Regions from separate parts of the Pan troglodytes genome. Here region 2 is linked to region 1. A link is a contact called in public HiChIP or PLAC-seq data. All regions are on one chromosome and are shown on one strand. The core of a region is the stretch at or near the end of the contact, and the rest is flanking DNA. Distances in the headings are between cores, read along the strand shown.

What was found. HiChIP or PLAC-seq counts read pairs in DNA pulled down with a chosen protein or histone mark.
Region 2: a contact with region 1 is called in an H3K4me3 HiChIP or PLAC-seq map of stem cell-derived excitatory neurons, with 5 times the contacts expected there. The contact joins the promoter of CCT2 here to the promoter of YEATS4 in region 1. A contact is called at or near these places in 2 of 7 Hi-C or Micro-C datasets (both in induced pluripotent stem cells), 1 of 1 datasets of contacts at active chromatin or transcription factors (stem cell-derived excitatory neurons) and 1 of 1 other capture datasets (stem cell-derived neural stem cells).

The regions. Positions count from the first base shown.
Region 1 is chr10:76,100,529-76,107,405 of NHGRI_mPanTro3-v2.0_pri, reverse strand. It overlaps YEATS4 (YEATS domain containing 4), which reads right to left and starts at 2,490. Exons shown (of 8, transcript XM_001155404.8): 1 at 1,859-2,490; 2 at 1,077-1,431. The coding sequence starts at 1,127.
Region 2 is chr10:76,336,787-76,343,318 of NHGRI_mPanTro3-v2.0_pri, reverse strand. It overlaps CCT2 (chaperonin containing TCP1 subunit 2), which reads right to left and starts at 5,281. Exons shown (of 16, transcript NM_001246626.1): 1 at 5,129-5,281; 2 at 4,311-4,385; 3 at 3,837-3,902; 4 at 3,039-3,150; 5 at 2,649-2,725; 6 at 2,394-2,506; 7 at 969-1,171. The coding sequence starts at 5,131.

The sequences.
Region 1 (6,877 bases), core at 1,241-3,740:
AGCCACCGCGCCCAGCCGTGGTTGATTCTTTTTAAAGAAAAATTTCCTTTCCTTTATAAATAAAAATCAGAAGGGGTACAAATAGTTGTTTTTATCAGGAGCCAGTGGGTCCTGCCTCAAAAATTAACGTGCAGGGCCGGGCAAGGTGGCTCACGCCTGTAATCCCAGCACTTTGGAAGGCCGAGGAGGGTGGATCACCTGAGGTCAGAAGTTCAAGACCAGGCTGGTTAACATGGTGAAACCCCGTCTCTACTAAATATACAAAAATTAGGCGGGCGTGGTGGCGGGCACCTGTAATCCCAGCTACTAGAGGGGCTGAGGCAGGAAAATCGCTTGAACCCGAGAGGCGGAGGTTGCAGTGAGCCGAGATCGTGCCATTGCGCTCCAGCCTGGGCAACAAGACAGACACTTCGTCTCAAAAAACAAAAAAAATGAACGTGCCAGGGGATGTGTGAGGGAAATAAATATTACAATGTCAAACATTACGCTAGGGTCTATGGTAATTTCATCAAAAACAAAAGAAGTTGACATTTACTGAATGTTCCCCATGTGCCAGGCACAGTGTTATGCTCTTGCTTTGAGGCTTTGTGAACACCATGAACTCCAGCAAATTTTCTTAGCTTTCGTATGCCTCGGTGTCTCAGTTACCGCACTTGGAAATACTGCGGGTAAGCGCTCAGCGACTGTTTGCTACAGTTATTGTTATCCTCACACCAGGAGGGTGGCGTCACCGCTTCACCAATAACCTAGATTGGCAGCGAATGTGCACCAAGCTGAGCTTTCCCAGCCCTCGGAGTCGCCCGTTTCCTTGGCAGCCACGTCCGGGTTTCCCCAAGCCACCATTTATCTGTTTGTTTTTTGGCGGGGATGGGAGTTGGCAGTGACGCGAGGAAGTTGGGGCCCAATGAACGCCGGTTTTTCGCTCAATGGCTCTGACTCGCTCTCCAACCTGAAACCACGGTTCAAACCCGAGGAGAAAAGGCGCGAAAGGAAACCCAGTGGGCCCTCCCCGCGCCGCGCAGGGAGGAACCGGGGCGGGAGAGCCACCCCGGAAGAGGGGCGGTCCGGGCACTGACCTTTACTCTCCCGCCGGAGTCAGGCCCAAATTCGGCCATTCTCTTGAACATATTGTCCCACGGAAGAAGCCGCCGCCGCCACGGAAAGAGACTGGGGCTGGCGGGGTCGCCGCTCCCCTCAGAGGCCGCGCTCCTCTCGCGCGGGCCCAGGCGGAGGGTTTCTGGCCGAAGGAGGGCGAGTTACTTGGGCTCACGGCGGTAACCATCAACTCCTCAGGCCGACTGCGCTCCTGAAGGCCATTCAGGCCCGCGCAGGTGGAGAGCGCCGCGAAAAGAGGGGCGACGGCGGCACCGCGCGCAGGCGCAACGGGCTCGCGTATGCGCACGCAGTGTACACTGCGCACGCGCCTGGCGGCTGCAGTCACATCACAGGACCAGTCCAGGAGTTCCAAACCAAAAAAAAATGAAAGGAAGGAAATAATAAATGACTTCAGAAAGTTGTCCAGATGTTAAGGAGATGAGTTTCCACACTGAAAGATCCTACTAAGCACCCAGCACAAATATTAAAGTATCCACGTCAAGGCATATCATTGTGAATTTTCTGAACATCGAGGAAAAAGAGATCCCACACCCTTCCAGGTTATACAGACTATAGAATCAGAGTGGCTTCAGATTGCTCAGTTAGAATCTAGGAAGCCATACGGCACTCTCTTCAAAATTCTGAGGGAAAATTACTTCCGATTTAGTCTTCAATACTCATCCAACTACCAATCTAGTGTGTGAATAGAATAGAGTTTCAGATGTGCTAAATCACTACACACAAAAAATAGTACCTATCTTACCTTTCTCAGTACCTCCAGGAAGATCCTGTAGGTCTGATCCACCAAAATGAGGGAATAAGCCAAGAAGGAGGAAATTATGAAATGCAGGAAATACAATAAATAACAAACACAGAAAATAGTAAGATCCCAAGATGATACTGAAAGAGCTCCGGAAACAATAGCTGTGTATAGGCATAGACAGCAACGCATCCAGATTAGATTCGGTCAGAAATCTTTGGGAGACTGCTTCAGAAGGATGGAATTGACAAAATTCCAGCTGGCGTTGAATCCTCAAGAGGAGATTTGACCGAGAGTTTGGAGTTTAACTCATGACAGGTACACAGAAAACTAAGCGGCTGTAAGAATTATGCAGCTATTAATTCTAGGGAAAACAAAATCTTGTGCAAGAAATGAAAGTAATTGTATTTATTGTTACATAAATACTGAGTATTGGCCGGGCGCGGTGGCTCACACCTGTAATCCCAGCACTTTAGGAGGCTGAGGTGGGCGGATCACGAGGTCAGGAGATCGAGACCATCCTGGCTAACACGGTGAAAACCCGTCTGTACTAAAAATACAAAAAAATTAGCCGAGCGTGGTAGCGGGCGCCTGTAGTCCCAGCTGCTTGGGAGGCTGAGGCAGGAGAATGGCGTGAACCCGGGAGGCGAAGCTTGCCGTGAGCCGAGATCGCACCACTGCACTCCAGCCTGGGTGACAGAGCGAGACTCCGTCTCAAAAAAAAAAAAAAAAAAAAAAAAAACACACACAAAAAAACTGAGTACTGATCCCCCCTCCCCCTCAAAAAAAGAATTACATTTGGAAGGATGGGCTTTGGAGAAGGGTACTATGCTTGATGGGGATGGAGGAGGAGGAAATAGAGCTTCATCTTTAACTTCCATAGTAGGAAGTCAGTATCTTAAAATGGAAAAATCAAGAAGAAGCAATATAGGTGTAATATTGAAAAGCATGGAGATAAATATTTTTAAAAATAAGCTAAAAGAGTAGAAAATACTGCTGATTGTAATTTTTAGTAATTCCACTTAACAACTTTAAAGAAAATATTTTTTAAAAGACTTCACTAAATAGAAGTGCAAGGGATGTGCTCAGGGCTTAGTTATATTAGTGCCACATGAAGAGCTCAATTGTCATATGGATGTCACTGCATTTCAACCAAGATAGGAACTGAGTTTCTTTGAAAATGATCAAACATTGATATTGATTTTTATTCTGTTGCCAGAATAAGAGTAGAAATTTGGTTTGGGGGCGTAATTATATTTAAAACAATTGATATGACTAAGAAATATTTATCAAAAACTAAAGCAAAATCTCCAACAAACATTGCTTTCCCTCTTCAGTCTACTTTGTCTAATCTCTGGCAGTTTCCTCAATCAGCCTGTGTTGTTGGGTTATCCTGGCACTTCTTGGACATGTCCTATCTCTGTTTCTCAGCTGTCACTCTTCAACTCTCTCTCTCCTACCTTGACTCATCCTTTGTACACCTCAGGGTATCTCGATATGCATAAACTCATTCGTTTTTAGTTTAATCACGTCAGAATGGTCCAAGAATTTTGAAGCCTAAGGTTGCACCTATATAGTGGCCCTCTGCTGCCCTCCCATGGCTAGTCTATGTGCTGCATTTACATAGCCAAGACGTGGCTTGGAACCCCGCAAGCGGTTGTACTGGAATCATGTGGCCTTGAAGAGTTAATTTAAAAAAAAAAATAATAATAATAATAATAAAGGCTGGGCGCCGTGGCTCGCGCCTGTAATCCCAGCACTTTGGGAGGCCAAGGTGGGCGGATCACGAGGTCAGGAGATCGATGTCCTGACGTGGTGAAACCCCCTCTCTACTAAAAATACAAAAATGAGCCAGGCGTGGTGGCGAGTACCTGTAGTCCCAACTACTCGGGAGTCTGAGGCAGGAGAATCGCTTGAACCCAGGAGGCGGACGTTGCAGTGAGCCGAGATCGCGCCACTGCACTCCAGCCTGGGTGACAGAGCGAGACTCCGTCTCAAAAACAAAAAGCTTAGAATGTTCAGCTTGGAGGGAACATACTAAATAATCAGCAAGAGATTTATTCGATCAACTGATATTGATTGAGCATGTACCATGTTCCAGTCACTCTTCTAGGTGTTTAGAATACAGAAGTGGAATGAGTGAAAAATTTCTATTCTTCCTATCAGGACAGTGGTTCAGCATATTATAAAATCAGAGATGTATCATGGTAAGGAGGGTGTCCAGGTGTTGGGGAAGGAAGCAACCCACTGAGGGATGTCAGAGCCTGAGTGGAGAGCACTTGAGCAGAGTTGGGGAATTGGTTACATACAGGCAAACCCATCAAATACGTAAATGTACTAAGGATACATTTTAAGGATAATGAGTATAATGGATGCTAAGTTTCTTACTGTCAGAGAAGAGAGTTAAAACATGTGAAAGAAGAAAACTAGAGTGAATCCTGTGGTGTGAGATTAGAATTGGAGATATTGGTGTGGATTCATGATTTTCAATATAAATAGATAGATATACAGATAAATATAGTGTAAATACATATATCTTCCAGCTCTGTTCACTGATAGGGCCTGGGAACAGTGATACCCTAGTGCCCAGATCCTGTTTTTTTAATACTATTATGCACTTTGAGGAATCAGGGCTCCTTGGAGAAATGCCTATTCCATTTTTGGAAGCAAGGAAGGAACAAGGTGAGCCTTAGAATATCTTGTGCCAGAAAACAAGAAAGTGCTTGAAGAATGATGGAAATATGTCAAAATGGCACAGAAGACAACTTGCTCACTGGCCAAATCGAGGACAGTGTGAACATCAAAATAAATAATAGTAATGGACTGTAACTCCTTATGATTTGAATAAAATAGAAGCCATGGGTCCATACTGATATAATAAATAAATGCATGACCAGGCACGGTGGTTCACACCTGTAATCCAGCACTTGGGAGGCCAAGGCAGGCAGATTGCTTGAGCTCAGGAGTTCCAGACAAGCCTGGGCAACATGGCAAAACCCCATCTCTACTAAAAATACAAAAATTAGCCAGGCATGGTGACGCGTGCCAGTAGTCCCAGCTACTCAGGAGGCTGACGCGGGAGGATTGCATGAGCCTGGGAGGCAGAGGTTGCAGTGAGCTGAGATCGCGCCACTGCACTCCAGCCTAGGCGACAGAGTGAAATCCTGACTCTAAATAAATAAACAAACAAACTGAAAATTTGATGAGCAGTAGTCTCAAGGCACCTCCTCCCCAAATACTTTACAGTGAAGATGGCTTGCAGGCCTCACCTTAATCAAGTGATCCAAGTGAACATCATCAATAATGGGGCAAATCAAAACTGCAAAAACTGAATGCCACCTGAAAGGATGCAGTGAGAGCATCACTTCTGTGGTATTCCTACCAAAGATGCATAACTTAATGGAATCGAGAGAACACCAGAAAAACCTTAGGAACATTCTATAACATAACTAGTCTGTGGTCTTCAAAAGTGGCAAGGTCATAAAAAGTCCAGAAAGAAACAACTGAGGAAATAATCCAGATTCAAAGAGACTTAAAAAACATGACAACCAAATACAATATGATTCTGAATTAGATGCTTTTGTTATGAAGGTCTTATTGGGACAATCGATGAAATTGAGTGGAATCTGATGACTAGGTGGTAGTAATGTATCAGTGTTAATTTCCTAATTTGGATAATTGTTTTGAGGTTTTATGCAGGAGAATGTCTTTATAGGAATTACACACTGATATAATCAGGGCCATTGGGTATCATGTTGGCTATTTACTCTCAAAACAGTTCTGAAAAATAAAAGATCTTTGTACAGTACTTTTATATTTTTTAAAAGACTGAGTTTATTTCAATGTTTTTTTAAAAAGTGGAAAAACCTCTGTCATTTTGGAAGTTATATTTTGGTGAGAAGAGACAAATAAGTAAAATATGTAGTATATAAAATTATTATAGACTTGAGCCCTGAGGCACTCTCACATTTAGAAATTAAATAGCAGAGAAAGAGTGAGCAAGAAGGACTGAGAAAGAACAGTCAGTGAGGTAGGATGTAAATAAGGAAAAGCCAAGGGATTAAAAAACTGCTAAAAGTATGAAGCGGTTCACTTTGTCAAATGCTGCTGAGATGAACAAGATGATCACTGGAATTAGCACTGAGGAATCATGGGAGAAATCCTGGAGGAGCAGTTTCAGCTGGGTGAGGATAGAAGCCAGATTAGAGAGGGTTGAAAAGACACTGGGAGGTGAGGTCATGGAGTTGGTAAGTACAGACATACTTCCCCAGAAGTCTTGCTGTAAAGGGAGCAGAGAATGGAGTTGCAGTTGGAGGATTATGTAGGGTCAGTGGAGTATTTGTTGTAAGATGGAAGGTTACTAGGGCAGACTGTAGAATGATGGAGGTGATCCAGCTAAAAGGGACAAACTAGGGATGCAGGAAACAGCCTAACTTGGAGTAGTGAGAGGGATGGGAGGGAAACTGCATGTGGAGTCAGTGCTGTTGGCAGGAGCAGAGGCTCTTCATCCTGATAATAGGAGGGAAGGAAGGAAGGATGGGCCTGTGGGAAGGTATGACTGCTGCTTTGGGATGTAGAGGGGAAAGCTTGGTATGAAGTTGCTTTTGTTTTAGAAGTGTAATATGAGGCCAGGTTATCTGCTGAGAGCAGAGGAGGGTGGAGGATAAGGGGGCAGAGGAGGAGGCTGAATGTGTGTCTTGAGGCTTTGAAGAGAGAAGAGGAAAAGTAAAATAGTAACAGTCATTTTGGAGACTAGGGACATAAAAATTGAAGGATTGTAGAGAAGTAACTAAAATGGTCAGGCAGACTTGAGGGCTCATTTGAGATTTATGGTTATGAATTTAAAGTGAGACCTGTCAGCATGCTTGTGAATTTTTCTCCAGCAATATCTGACTATTTAAGTGAGGTAAGTGACGATATAAGAGATATTAAGAGCACCAAATCATATTTTTTCAAATATCTGTATTCTTTTCTTCAGAGACACTATAGGAGTCTAAATAAAAACAGACAAGGCATGTGTTG
Region 2 (6,532 bases), core at 4,032-6,531, 230 kb before region 1:
TTAAAATAAATCAAGACCTATGACATAGAACAAAACCAGGACTCCAAACCACTGGTAAAAACAGAAGTTGTAAAGCACCATCTAATTCTTTTTTTTTCCTTCTCTATATAAGAATGCCTATACTTTTTGACAGGCCATTTTGTGAAGTAAATATAATGTGAAGATGATCTGGAAAACTTCACTCTAAACAAAAATGTACTACTAAGAAAGCAGTACTTATTATGTCTCATTTATCACTCTTTAAGGACTAAATCCTCTTGCCCTATAAACATACATAATTATTTGTTAAAGAAATTTTTTTAAATTCTTTTCTAAAAAAAACTAGTCATCCCCCAGTATACGAAGGGGACTGGTTCCAAGACGCCCACATACACCAAAATCCCCACATACTTAAGTTCCAGGCTGACTGGAACCAGCAGATTTGAAAAGTTGGCCCACTATATACATGGGTTTCAAATCCTGCAAATACTGCATTTTCCATCCACGTTCGGTTGCACATGTGCAAACCACGGACACAAAGGGCTGACTATATTTATTGGAAAAACCTGCATTATGAACCTACATAATTCAAACCCATGTTGTTCAATTGTCAACTGTACATCCTCAACAACCAGCTAACACAATGATTTCACTGACCCAGACCCTTCCTGGAGAATACATATAATCCTGGTAAAAGTACCATTTGAGAATAGATGATTTCTAGTAAAAGAAAACATTTCCTCTTTATCAGAGACTGCAAATAACTTCATGGTAGTTAAGTAAACTCTAGAGATCATCAACAATGCTGGAATAGCGTGGGAAGAGGAGTACACTGTCAATAAAATGACAAAAATGGTTGCACATATGATATGTCCTTAAATTCAAGTTCACTAGCTTTGTAAAGGGTCACTGGTCTCAAAACAGAATTCACTCAGTATTCAGCCCTCAGCATCTAATCAAAGCTTCTTGTATCTGACATTCATACATACCTTCATCTAAATAGGAATCTGCCAAACTTCCTCCTAGCTTCTTGATAATATGAATTGCCTCCAGGTTGCCAGAGCCTTTCAGTCTGAGAACTGCTTCTACAGCTAACTTTGTAAAGTGGTCTTTGTGATGAGTAAGAAGTTTTGAGGATAATGTTGTGCCCGCAATATTCATTAAATCTTGACGGAATTTAACTTCATCGGAACTAAATAAAACCAACCAAATATACATATTAACCCTACTTTACTTTTCAAAATGTATCTAGATATTCATGCCAATAGATAATTTTACCCTAACTGGTCAAGTCTGTAAGCTATATGAAAAGAATTAAACCTGAGCAGTAATCAAGAAACACAAATTAAAGATGTTATTTTCCCCACCAAACTGGCAAAATGCCAAAAAAAAAAAGCGGGGGGGGGGGCCCACACAAGCATGCAAAAGTCTAATGTTGGCAAGAATGTGAGAAATGGCCGGGCACAGTGGCTCACGCCTGTAATCCTAGCACTTTGGGAGACTGAGGAGGATGGATCACTTGAGGTCAGTTCAAGACCAGCCTGAGCAACATGGTGAAACCCCATCTACACTAAAAATACAAAATTAGCTGGCTATGACGGCACATGCCTGTAGTCCCAGCTACTTGGGAGGCTGAGGCAAGAGAATCGCTTGAACCCGGGAGGCAGAGGTTGCAGTCAGCCGAATCGTGCCACTGCACTCCATTCTGGGCAACTCTAAGAGCGAGACTCCGTCTCAAAATAAATAAATAAATAAAAGGACGTGAAAAACAAGTATTATTATACAGTTGTGAATGGGCAAATAAATAGAAGTGCCTTAAAACAGTGGTCCCGGACCTTTTTGGCACCAGGGACTGGTTTCATGGGAAGATAGTTTTTCCACCTGCTGCTCACCTGCTGTGCAGCCCAGGTTTGGGGGTGCCTTAAAACACACACACTTACCTTTGGACCCAACAATTACACTTCTAGAAACCTTTGGGCTATGTCACAACATCACAAAGTTATTATAAAGATAAAAATCATCAAATACACAAATCTCCCCGTACAGACAGGTTAATACAGTCATTCTAGCCAAATATTCAAATGTGTAACTCTATTAAAATACTGCACAGAAAATTGACATCCAAAAATGTGCTTAATATTTAACTAGGTTAAAAAGAGGCTAACAAATTCTCTATACAGTATTATACTATTTGCTTTATTTGTATATTTTGATGATATATACAAAAAGACTAAAAACCCAAACTTAACTTTAGTGGCTATCTCTGGAGGCTGATGTAGGTTTGGCTGTTGGAGTGGGGTGAGGCAGCAAGATGATCTTTGTGTATGCTTTTCAGTGTCCTATAGATTTCTTGCATTAAGCATGTTATGAAAGAACACTAAATGTTTAGAACAGTAGTACTTTGCTATACAAACCCATGATCAACTGCAGAACTCAACAGCGCCTCTCTTGCAGCCTTCGTGGCTTCTCTCCAACCCGCTATGATGGTCTGTGGATGAATCTTTTTTGCAATTAAAGATTCTGCTTCCTATTAATAAAGTTATAAAACAAAAGTTATAAATAGAAAATTATTAAGCACTCCTCAATAGTAAAGATAGAGAAAGTAAGGACTTGATTACCTCTGATACTTAAAACCCAGTAGGAAAAAAGAGTTGCTTAGTTGCTCTTACCCTTAATAATTCTGCTGCTAAAACGGTAACAGAGGTAGTGCCATCACCAACTTCATCATCTTGAACCCTTGACATATCTAGAAAAAGAAATTAGTTATTAACTCAAAATTGCTTCTTTGCTTACTAAATTCTCCAAAAATATTCACTACCAATCTAAACTTACCAGGGTTCCTCATCCAACAAATTATTTGGAACTCTGAGGTCTGAAATGCAACAGTTTTACCACCAACATACGGGCACTCCTGAAGCTTGTATTTTAACAACGATAATTAAAAACTAGTGGACATCAATTGACAGTATGATTGGTCAACACAGCCTATTTATAAAGTTATTTCAAAAATGTTAACAAACAGTATTATTAGGTTGGTGAAAAAGTATATTCAGACTTACCAACTAAAACTTTAGCTGCTGGATTGTCAACACCAATGTTTTTTAGAATAGTGGCACCATCATTAGTTACCATAAGAGAGGCATCTCGTCCACTGCTTAGAAGAATTTTGTCCTAAAGGGAACATAATTGGTTCAAGTTAAGACATAAGCACATCTTGAAGAATGCATGGATCAATCAGGATTCTCACACAGTGCTAGTGTATAAACACTCTGGATGGCTATTTTGTGGTATCCATTCATCAAATGTTTTCAATACATACACCACGTAACCAAACCATGTATCTACCCCTAGAAACACTAGAAGCACAGGTAGACACTAGTTTTTGTTTCAACACCGTAACTGCAAAAACAATGGAAAGAAACTATCGATACAGCCATAATTAAATTATAAAATAATTAAGGTACAGGATAATATTTGACAGTTAAAGGGGCAGTGTTATCTACTTACACTGAAAGGAATTTAAAAGAGCAAGCTACAAAAAAGTATTGATAAATAGTATCTGTTTTATAAAACAGTATGTTACATGAGTATAAAATACATAATGAAGTACACATACTTCTACATAAACAGAATATTAGAAGATGTACGTGCAAATGATAACAGTACTTGTCATTGGGGAGGGGCATGGGATTGGGGATGGTGATTCTGGGGACTCTGATTTTTACTAAGGAGAACATACTTGTCTTTTATAATTAAACGTTTTAAAGATTAAAAAGCATTTTAATACGCCTGTTATTATATTTCCACCAAGTGCTCTAAAACAATATTAAAATATAAAACTTTTCTATTTTTCTTACCATGCCTTTGGGTCCCAAGGTGCTCTTTACCAAGTCTCCAATGGCGATGGCACCAATAAAAGAAGTCTGGAGTAAAAACCAAGGAGATTATCAGAATCAACTTTACAGTCTTCAAGTACAGTTTTATCTTTATTTACTTTTTTGTTTTTTTGAGGCAGAGTGTCGCTCTGTCGCCCAGGCTGGAGTGCAATGGCGCGATCTCAGCTCACTGCAACCTCCGCCTCCTGGGTTCAAGCGATCCTCCTGCCTCAGCCTCCCGAGTAGCTGGGATTACAGGTGCCCGTCACCACGCCCGGCTAATTTTTGTATTTCTAGTAGAAACGGGGTTTCACCATGTTGGCCAGGCTGGTCTCGAACTCCTGACCTCAGTTCATCCGCCTACCTCGGCCTCCCAAAGTATTGGGATTACAGGAGTAAGCCACCGCGCCTGGCCTCCAGTTTTATCTTTAAAACAATGGTTAGAACAAGGCTTACCAGACGAGCTGTCTCTGCTCTCTCTTCATCAGCTCCTGCCTTAAAGATGTTAACAGGTGCAAGGGAAAGGGACGCCTGAAAAGGAAAACCAAGAGGTATTCCGTTTAAGTACCAATACTCTAACACATACACTGAGGTGCCTTCCACTAGTCTTACAAGTGGACATCTAAGAGAAAACTCATTTACAACAATGTTTTCAATCAAATGAAGCTTCCATCATCGGAGAAGGCATTTAAGTGGGAGAGAGGGACTTGTAGGAGAGCGACATGGCTTTTCGGATTTACAAGGCCCCCAGGAGTATAAATTATACACCAGCGAGATTGACAGTTACGTACAGCGAGACTAAAGACGATCTTGAACTAAGAATGAGGCAGGGAGGGGTTGCAGGCCATCAAGGTGACACCTGCCGGGCGGGCGAGGGAACGCGGCCTCCATCTTCCACCCTCGGAAGGCTGCGGCCCCTCCACCCTCTGATGGCTCAGACCCCGTCGCTCCAGGCTCCGCCCCTAGAAGGAGGGCGGAGCGGGTCCCACACTAGAAATTTCTTCGCTCGGGGTGAGGCGCGGACCTGGGCTGCCAGGACTATGCAAAGACCTAGGCACAAGGAGACGCTGGCTTTGCGGTCCACCCCTCCCCTTCGTGGTGAGCTCCACCGGCTGGCCTGGCGCAGGCCGCACGCCCCGCATGGCTCGCACCATGTGCGGCGGGCCGGGGAGACAGAAACGGAGCCTACGACCCTAGCAGGACAGAGGAAGCAGTGGGGTGGCAAGAGCACGGCGGAGCAGGGGTAGGGCAAGAGGCAGGGGAGTCAGGCTCACCATGGTTCCGAGGAGTTCCGCACACAAGTGAATCCCCTCACAGCTCGTGCTCGGGACCAGCGGACTGAAGGAAGCCGGAAGTGACGCCACACGCCCTACTTCGGGGGGCGGCCCCGGCCTGTCGTTACCGCCGGCAGGCGTCCCATTTTGATTGGAGCCCCACGGGCCGGAAACGCAGCCTTTCACACTGGAGGGGGCGTGGCCGCCGCTCCAGAACAAAGAGGCGGCTGCCGCGCGGGTTGCCATAGAAATGGAGTTTTTGCTCACACTTTTTATTTTCTTAAATTTAATCTTTAAACACTTCTATTAAAGTCACACATGTACACAGTTTAAAGTGTTATATACCAATAATGAAAAACATAATTTATCTGCCTCACCACTTCCTGTCTCCAGGAAAACTGCTTTCAACTTTTTCAGTTTTTTGGAGGGGCTATTTACTATCATATTCCCAGATAATATTATTGCTATGTTAATTTTAAACATTATTTACTGAGTATTACAGAAGAAGACTTCCTTTTCTCTTACTGAATTTTCAGACGTTATTTCTAACTGGACGTTGACTGCCCAGGATAAGGTCTTGTGAACTGACAGAGACATTTATAGTATTTTATCTTTGCCCTATTTACTCATTTTCAGGAATTTTTGCATTTCGGTCTTTTTTTTTTTTTTCCTCCAATAGTAGAGACGACTTATTAGTCTTTGTTTATAATAAACTGAAATATTTGGGACTGATCTTGATGTCTGCCAAAACCTTGGCAGACATCAAGATCAGTCCCAAATATTTCAGTTTATTATAGACAGTTTTCTACTTTCTCTAAGTTGACGGATGTCTAAAAATTTGTTCTCTAAAAAATTTTTCTGTCATCTACTGATACCCTCTTTTCTCCCTTTGACTAACTGATCGCTTAAGCTCCTCGGCAGGGCGCGGTGGCTCACGCCTGTAATCCCAGCACTTTGGGAGGCCGAGGTGGGCGGATCACCTGAGGTCAGGAGTTGGAGACCAGCCTGGCCAACATGGTGAAACCCTGTCTCTACTGAAAATACAAAAATTAGCCGGGCGTGGTGTGCATGCCCGTAATCCCAGCTACTCAGGAGGCTGAGGCAGGATAATTGCTTGAACCCGGGAGGCAGAGGTTTCAGTGAGCCGAGATCACGCCGCTGCACTCCAGCCTGGGCAACAGAGCGAGACTCTGTCTCAAAACAAAAACAAAACAAAACAAAACAAAAACAAAACAAGCTCCTGGATTTTTCTTTTTCTGTTTTGTTTTTTTTAGAGATGGGGTCTTCTATGTTGCCCAGGCTGGCCTGGAACTCCTGGGCTCAAGCAATCTTCCTGCCTTGGTCTCCTGAGTAGCTGGGGTCTCCTGGATTTTTGACATTGCTAACATTAACAGGAATTTTCAA